Regions from separate parts of the Macaca mulatta genome. Here region 2 is linked to region 1. Evidence: chromatin contacts called from public Hi-C data. All regions are on one chromosome and are shown on one strand. Each heading gives the region's core, a stretch centred on a gene start, on an enhancer-like site or on the middle of the called end of the contact. The rest is flanking DNA. Distances are from core to core; before and after follow the strand shown.

Region 1 (4,231 bases), core at 614-3,113:
GTCCGTTCCCCAAACCACTCGCCAATTTTCACCCCATTCGCCCCTCCCCTGTTGGATTAGAGCGCCCAGTCCGGTCAGCCCCCTGGGGAGGAGCGGCCCCCGGTGTACCGAACCTTGCCAGGGCCTAGAGCTTCGCCGCAGGGGCAGGGGCAAGTCCTGCTCCTCTCAAGATCCCGTCGCACCGCCCCCTTCCTTCCCCGCGTCCTCAGTCTAATCCTGGTCTGCGGCCCGGGAAGCAGGAGGCCGGCGGCCCGGAGAGCCCGAGGATAGGACACCTTGGGTGGGCGGCTGTGCGCTGGCCCTCAGCGGGGCGCAGCTAGTTTGCTGTGTGTCCTGAAGTCCTAGCTGGCCGTCTCTGAGCTCCAGCCCATGCCGACCCCTGCCAGTTGTAGAGAGGGGATTCTGTGGCCACGGAAGTGAAAGTGAAAAGCCCAGGCCGTGGCGGGAAGAAGGATTTTCCTCTGCAGTGGGAGTCCCTGAGGCATTTGTTGGGAAAGGGCCCGGGCGTTCTAGGCAGCCTACTGGGGTAGGATGTGAGGAAAGAGCGAGACATTTCCCTCCCTTCTCCTCGCCCTCAGCCCTAGAGCAGCTCCCCGGAGGGGCAGGGCCCAGGATTATGGGTCAAGGGTCAGGTGAAAAATCCAAGGGGTGGAGACGAGGGTGGCCTTCTCGGTCTCCGCCTCTGCCATTGCCACTCCATTGCGCTCTCACGTGGCCTCAGAAGTTGGTCAGGTTGTCTAACCTTACTCTCCTATGTTGCAGCCAGACCGGAGGCCCAGGGGCGAGTGCAGTGAACACCCCGGCCCCTCAGAGGCCCAGGCTGCGAAAGGAGTAAGCCTCCTATCGAGGGGTGTGCCTGTGCCCGGCATTGAGGGTGCACCCTCCCTACCCCTTCATTCCAGTGGAGGCTTCTCCCCCGGTTGTGTGTCCTCGGAGCACGAGGAACATGCTAGTAGTGGTGTTGGTGTCATAGGAGACATGGGAAGCATGGGCCTGGGCTCCCGGCTGGGTCCGTCCCCGGTCAAGGAAGCCCTTTTCCCCCGCGCGAGGGGGTGACCGGGAGGGGAGTCGTTGCGGGGGGCAGTAGTAATAGGGGAGGGGCGGAGCCGGCTGGCTTCTTCTGCCCAAAGTGGGGGTTGGGGGTTCTGGCTCGCGTTCCTCTCACGGCGACGCCGGAGGGAGGACCCCGAGAGTTGGCCCGGGGTGTGCCAGGGAGTCGGTGCAAGGCCGTCAGGGCCTGAACGTGCGGGAGTGTGCGCAGGAGAGACCTGGCCAAGACTGAGAGGGAGAGTGAGTGTGAAGGAGCGATCCCGGGGGTGGGTGCGCGCCCAGCCGCCCTAGGGGAGCGGGCGGAGTGGGTGTGTGTGTGCGCGCGCGCGCGTTTGCGAGACCCGCGGCCGGGGCTGCGCGTGAAGCACGGGGACCACAGCCGTCTGGAGGGCGCGCCCGAGAAAGGGTGAACGCGAGGGGGCCACGCGTGCCAGTGCGGGCGAGTATGCCAGCGGGGGGCCAGAGCGCGTGCCAGTGCCGGGCGAGTGGGAGTGGGGGCTCACAGGCCCGCGCAGGGCGAGCGGGCCGCGTGTGCCAGGAGCGAGAGCGTGCCAAGGCGGGGGCGCGCGGGGCCCGTGGCGGGGAGGGGTCGTGGCGCGCGGCCGCGGAGAGACAAGGCAAGAGGGGGAGGGGAGCGAGGGCGCGCGCGGCCGAGCGGGCGCCCGCGGTCACATGGGCGAGGGAAGGAGGGAGGGAGCCCGCGAGGGAGGGAGGAGGATGGGGGGGTTAAAGCCGCCGAGCGCTGAAGAGCCGGTGCAGAGCGGGCGGCGGCGGCAGCGGAGGCGGCGGCTCCAGCCGGCGCGGCGCGAGGCTCGGCGGTGGGATCCGGCGGGCGGTGGTAGCTTCGCGCTCCCTGCCTCGCTCGCTGCCGGGGGCGGTCGGAAGGCGCAGCGCGAAGCCTGGGTAGCCCGAGGGCGCGGTGAGTACCCTGCGGCGGAGTGCGCGCGGCCAGACCCTCAGAGCCCGGACTGACCGACAGACCGTGCGCGCGGGAAGAGTGAGGGGACACCCGTGGGCCTACGGCCGAGGGCGACCGGAAAGTTCACGAGAAACTTTGCCTGCAAACTCGGGGGCGGGGGCGCTGGAGAAGCGAACCCCCACGTCCGGGCGCTCCGGGGGTTGGGCGTGGTGGTGGTGGTGGGGCCGGACTGTCGACTAGAGGGAGGTGGCTCCGGCGGTTTGTCCTAGTGTCCCTGTTCTCCCCACCCCTCAGCTGCACACGCGGGGTCTGGAAAAATTCCTGGGCTTCGGGGGTTCGTAGTGGCCTCTGCATGCCCAAAGGTGGCTTCTTTCTCGGGCAGAAATCTGGACTTCAGAGCGCCCGGGGATACGAACGGACGGTTGCGCGTCTGCCAGTGCATGTGTGTCCGTGTGAATCCGCGCGCGCGCGCGTGTGTGTGTATGCATGTGTCTGTGTGTGTCGGTCGGCCTCCTCATGATTTTCTCTTGAGTCCGCCTGGATGTATCTCCATGTAGTGGGTCTCCTCCAGTGTGTCTCTTTGTAAGTCTTCCTGGCTTGTGTGAGTCTGCCTATGGTGTATCCCCAAGTGTCTCTTTGTGAGTCTGCTCGTGTGTGTCTCCTCCAGTGCGGCTCAGTGTGAGCCAGCCTGGGTGTCCCTGTGTTGCTCCGAGTAGTGTATCTCCGCGTGCGTGGGGGCTGGGCCGTGGGGAGGTCACCAGACGGACAGCTCTCCCTCTCGGCTCCTCTTCTCTCCCGAGCCTCTCCTCCACCGTTAGCTCGCTGGCTCCCTTGTCCCCCTCCCCCCTCCAGTAGCTTCAGGCGGGCAGGACTATTTCACGCCTTGTTGAAAATTCAGGATTTTCTTTCTCTTTACGTCTAGTCTGTCTCTTTGAGAAGCGTCTGTGTGTGTCTGTGTGCCTGGCAGCTTGTCTGCAACACTGGGTGTGTGTCTGCATGCCGCTGTAGGAGTGTATCTGTTACACTAGTTGTTCTGCCTGTAATACTTGGTGAATTTGTGTCTGTGTCACTGGGTGTGTTTGTGTGGCTGTGATCACTGAGGTGGTGAGTCTGAAATGCTGGGTGTGTCTGTGCATCTGTAATTGCTGTGTGTCCGAGGAGTCTGCAACACCAGGTGTATTTTTGTATATGTAACTCTGGGTGTGATGGTGTGTCATTACACATGTGGGAATGGGACTTGAACCATTGCATATTCCTAGGGATGTAGGGCTAGCAATGACTTGGGGGCTAGAAGGGCCTAGGTGTCTCAAACTATGCCCCCCTGTCTCCACTGTCACAACCCACACAAATCCTCTCAGCTGGTGCTAGGGGCTCCTGGTCAGCATTGGTGAGATGGAGCTGAGGTTCACACTGTCAGGGCTGATACTCCAACGGAGACCATGAGCCTACACAAAGACTAGGAGTTTAAAGGTCATGCACAGGACTTCTGGGGGCTCTGGAATTCATACTCAGATGCACACTGGGACACTTCAACTCCTTCTAGGGTCTAGGGGTTTACATTCATATGGACTCACACTTACATTGTGGGGCTCATATCCAGGGATACACTTCAGTCCTGGAGTTTCCATGTAGACTCACATTGGAACTCTGCTCACACTGGGACCCACACTGGGAGTGTAGGCTCATGCTTAGATTCACGGTCTTATCCTTTAGCTTAGATCTACATTGAGACCTAGAGCTCACACCCAGAATCTCACTGGGGTCCTCGGGCTCACACTGGGGCTCACATGAAGACACAATTCACGTGTCAGTGACACTGTGTCAGTGACACAGACACAAATTCACCAAGTATTACAGGCAGAACAACTAGTGTTACATATACACTCCTACATTCTGGGACTCCGAGTTGCAGTCAGACTCGCATGGGGAACATGGGGCTCACATTTGAACTCAAGGACTCACTGAGGACACTGGGGTTCATAGTCAGATTCACACTTCCAAGCTGGGGATCACACTGACTCACACGGGGACCCTGGAGCTTACTCAGATTCACACTAGGACCTTTGGGTTCACACTTAGATTCATATGGGGACTTTGGGGGTCAGACCTCCGTGGGTAACCTAGGGCTCACACAGAGACTCATGCCAGGATCTTGGTGACTCCATCAGACTCACGTGAAATCCTGTGACTCACTGAGATTCCTATTGGGATCTCAGAACTCACATTCAGACTCACACTAGGATTCTGATGTTCACACTTAGA
Region 2 (4,231 bases), core at 445-2,944, 34 kb after region 1:
GGGCCCTTAGGCACTCCCATCAGATCCCCAGCCTACCTCCAGATCTGCAACACCTGTGGACTCTTTTACTCTTGACCCAGGTCTTAGTTTGGAACTGGAAAAGTTGAAGTGAAAAACCAGGCTTGGGGGAGTGTGTGATGCTGGGGTAGGAGGGGGTAATCCAGGTGACAGTGGGGGTGACAGTGGTAACTATGGAGGCATCGTATTGGCTTAGTTACTGGGATGCAGGTCAGTATGAGGATAGAGTTGGGATGATGGGATGATGAGATGAAATTTGGGATGTTGATATGAAGAGTTGGTGACAGTGACTGTAGTGACAGCCATTGGTGATGATGGGGATGTCAGACTTGGAAGTAATGAGATAGTTTTCTACGGTAGCTACCAGAATTGACAATAGAGAAGAGGCATGGTGACTATGATATTGATGACAATGGTTGGCAATATGAGAGGGTCAACATGGTGGCTGGAGTTGACAAAGTGGGTTGTTGCCAGAGATGAGTGTAGTAATGAAGCTATGTCTCCTGAACAGTGAAGCCTGATCCTCCAGAAAATGTGGTAGCCCGGCCAGTGCCCAGCAACCCTCGCCGGCTGGAGGTGACATGGCAGATCCCCTCGACCTGGCCTGACCCTGAGTCTTTTCCTCTCAAGTTCTTTCTGCGCTACCGACCCCTCATCCTGGACCAGTGGCAGCATGTGAGTGCCCTGCCCTGTCAAGATCCTGGGTGCCTGAGTTAGAATCATGTGGAGTGAGTGGCACCCATATCCCACGTGGCAGCAGCTCCAGTGTGAGACCTGATGAGTCAGGCTCTCTGTGGGGAAAAGGGACCAGGTGGGCCTGGGAGAATGGATGGAGCTGAGGCAGGTGTCCTTAGGGGTTCCCAGTGACCCCTGTTAGTGCACTGGGAACACATATGTCTTTTTGTGGCTCCCCCGGGTAGTGGAGAGAAATGCAGGAAGGGAGATAGCGGGCAGGACAGGCAAGGCTCCCTTTCCTTACCTCAGCCTGACCAGACATCTCCCTCTTTCAGCCCTCAAAGACATCTCCCTCTTTATACTCTGGCCCAGGCTCTGGGCCTGTGCTGGCCCCAAGGGGTCAGGATCAGGCAGTGGGATCAAGCCTGGTCCAGGGTGCGAGTTTAGGCCCTGACTGGCATCAGGACTCCAAAGTCAGACCCAGCTTAGGGGTCAGCTTGAGGCTATGAGTTGGAAGGTAGCCTGGCTGGGAACCAAGCAGTGGACAAGAGTCAGTATGGGGTCGGACTATGGTCTGGATCAAGCTACAATAGAGAGCTCTGGGGAACAGCCAGAGGTTTGAGGCAGACTTGGAGTTCTCTTGCTTTGAGCACCCTGGGCCCATAGGGTTGTGGGCACTCTGTGTGGCCCATGAGGCCTGTAGGCTAGGACTGGGGTTGGGAGGGTGCTCCATGGGACAACCCAGGCTGGTTCCTGGGGGTCAACTTGTACCCCCACCTCATCTACCAGGCTCCAACTCCAGCTCCTCGTGCCCCTATCCTGTCTGGCCTTTAAAGCGTGTAATTCGATTCCTGGGTGCCTGTCCCCCACAAAGCCTGCTCATGCACTCACATGTTCCCTGACAGAGTCCGGAGTCCCTCCCGCCTGGCCAGCTGCCCGCGCCTAATGCATTGCTAATAACCAGGGTCTAGTTTCACAAGCCCCCCCTCCCCCGCTAACGAGCTACAGGCAGCAGCCCCGCGCGTCGCGGCGCACACGCCTTGCAGTGGACCTGGCACACTGCCCACCACACACACGGGAACATGCACACACGCGCGGCTCCCAGCAGGAATCATACGCCATACGTGTATGCAACTAACATGCCAAGACCGTGCGCAAAACTGACCCCCACACTGAGGTGGGAAGAGCAAAGTGTGCAGGCTCCATGGTGAGAATACGCATGGCCTGTAGCTCATCCTAGCCCCATTCTGTGTCTCAGTGGCACTGGGGCTGGTTAGATTTATGGTTCTTTTCATCTGAAGTTTTGCTCTGAACAGAGTCTATTCTCCCCAATCCTTGACCTTGGGGAGAGGCAGGTGTATGACTGGGAGGGGGCAAGAAGGGCAGAACAGAGAAAAACATCACCTGGATTTTCAGGAGGAAAATCCAGACCAGGAATTGCAAAAGAATGGGCCCTGGGCAGGGGCTGTCTCAGCATGGACAAGAGAGAGGCAAGTACGGGGACCCAGCATGGGTTCCCTGCAGCTCCTGCCCTGGCCCTAAGTGGACAGGGAGGCTTGGAAGGCGTGTCGGGCATCTGCTCCAGCAGACCATGGAGGACTCCCAGGGGAGGCCAATGTCAGTGACTAGGGAGTTCCTGCCAGTTGAGAAGCCTTTTTCTTGAGAGGAAGGATGAAGGGATCACTGATAACCTCGCAAGAAGGATCCTGGTCTAGGATATGTGGTCCCCAGGAGAGCACTGACCTCCTGGGGGCCACATTCCCAGAGGTATGGTGCCCACCATGAGCCCACAATGAAGCGGCAATTTGATCTGTTCCCTGTGGCTCCCTCCCTGTGGGGAGAGACTGACATGGAGGTCTGCGGTCTAATCCTGGCAGGAGGGAGACAGAGCTGAAGGAGCCGAGCAGAAAGGGACTGGGGTACCAGAGGTAGAACTGGGACCCTGGCTCCAGGAGAAGAGGGTCTTTGGGACCCTCCAATCTTCCAGGGCTGAGATTAGGATTTACTGAGCCCAGGGTCTGGGCCTAAAAGGTGTCTCACCATGACCCTGACCTTTACCACCGTTATCAGGGCCACAGGCTGAGCACATGCCCAGACACACATACATGCATGTGTGCATGCGCTCACAGCCTGTCAGGTCAGATAGCCCAGACCCCAGTTTTCTGGGGGAAGATTGGAACAGGGACCAAAAAAGCCCTGAAGCCAGACGTGGCCCAGAGCGGCCCCCTCCTCCGCCCCCGCCGGCTGCCCCTGTTTACGAGGCGGCTTAATGAGGCAGCGGGTGCCGCTGAGATGAACCAGAGCCCAGCCTGGGCCTGGAAGGGGCGCCGGACAGGCAGCCTGGCCTGGAGGGTTGGGGGAGACCAGCAGGATGGGGCCAGCGGGGCAGGAGTGGGGTCGCGATGCCTCCAGGAGGAAATGGAGCAGCTGTTCTGTGCCCTGCAGCCCCAGGGGCTGTCCTCCACCCCTTTCTGCCCCAGCAGGGTGATAACCACACTGAGGCCTTCCTGAGGGGAGGCTCAGCTGGGGCCAGGCTGGTAGGTGCCTTAGGCATCTGGGAACCCGGGCTCTGACCAGAAGCCATGGTAATGACAGCGCTGGCTGAAGTGCGTTTGATGCTGTCCTCATGCCTTGGTCCTCGTTGTAACCCTAAGAGATGGATACTCTCATGAATGCCGTTTTACAGATGAGGATGGCAAGGCGTGAGGATGTTAAGTAACTTGGTCACCTCACTACTAAGGGATGGGGCCAAATTTGAAACTCAGGCAGCCTAGCTCCAGTCAGTGTGTGGAACCTCCCCTCAGTGGCTTCCTGGTGGGAGAAGAGGGTGGCACTACCATCTCCTTTCACCCCCTGCCCTTGCCACCTCCAGGCTGGGACTGTGGTCAGGATTCAGCCAGGCTGGGGACTGTGAGAGAGCAGGGGCAACAGCAGAGTCGTAGGCACAGGGCAAAGACCTCCTTATTATCCCCTGGGGTGTTTCTGGTCTCCTTGAAGATGTCATTACTCTCCTTCAGGGACAACTGCTCTCCCGTGGGGTCTCCTCCCTAAGATGTCCCCAATCTCTGGCAAGAATATTCTCCATGTCCTCCTTCTCCTCCAGGGAAGTCCTCACTGTCCCCAGAGCACTTCACTCGCCTCTCCCCAGAGGCATGCTCACTTCCTCTGGAGGGACCTCACAATCCTGGCCCCCAGGTGTGTCCTTACCCCCACCCCATGGTCTGGCTGCAGGTGGAGCTGTCTGATGGCACAGCACACACCATCACAGATGCCTACGCCGGGAAGGAGTACATTATCCAAGTGGCAGCCAAGGACAATGAAATTGGGACATGGAGTGACTGGAGCGTGGCTGCCCATGCTACGCCCTGGACTGAGGAACCGCGACACCTCACTACAGAGGCCCAGGCTGCGGGTGAGCTTGCTCCTGCCCTCCCTCCTGGCTCTGCTGTCCTGGAGGCCTGTGGTAGAACCTGTGGCCTGGTTCTACCCTGCTGCCTCCAGCCTCTGCTCCCGGGGTAGCCACACTCTGTGGCAGCCA

Evidence for each region. A called contact is a pair of places that touch in the nucleus more often than the background predicts.
Region 2: a Hi-C map of fetal cortex germinal zone shows a contact between it and region 1, with 6 times the contacts expected there. The contact joins the enhancer-like site here to the promoter of CNTFR in region 1. A contact is called at or near these places in 5 of 14 Hi-C or Micro-C datasets (cortical neurons, fetal cortex germinal zone, fetal cortical plate and 2 more).

The regions. Positions count from the first base shown.
Region 1 is chr15:65,107,492-65,111,722 of T2T-MMU8v2.0, forward strand. CNTFR (ciliary neurotrophic factor receptor) reads left to right here and starts at 1,864. Exons shown (of 10, transcript NM_001257683.2): 1 at 1,864-1,969.
Region 2 is chr15:65,141,962-65,146,192 of T2T-MMU8v2.0, forward strand. It overlaps CNTFR (ciliary neurotrophic factor receptor), which reads left to right. Exons shown (of 10, transcript NM_001257683.2): 7 at 530-693; 8 at 3,925-4,105. Among named protein-coding and RNA genes, the nearest start is that of ENHO, 24 kb to the right of the region's middle. Within about 2 kb of position 1,695, at least 2 of the 40 cell types and tissues checked have an H3K27ac peak or open chromatin away from gene starts, as enhancers often do. A contact at or near this core is called in fetal cortex germinal zone, where this site is marked.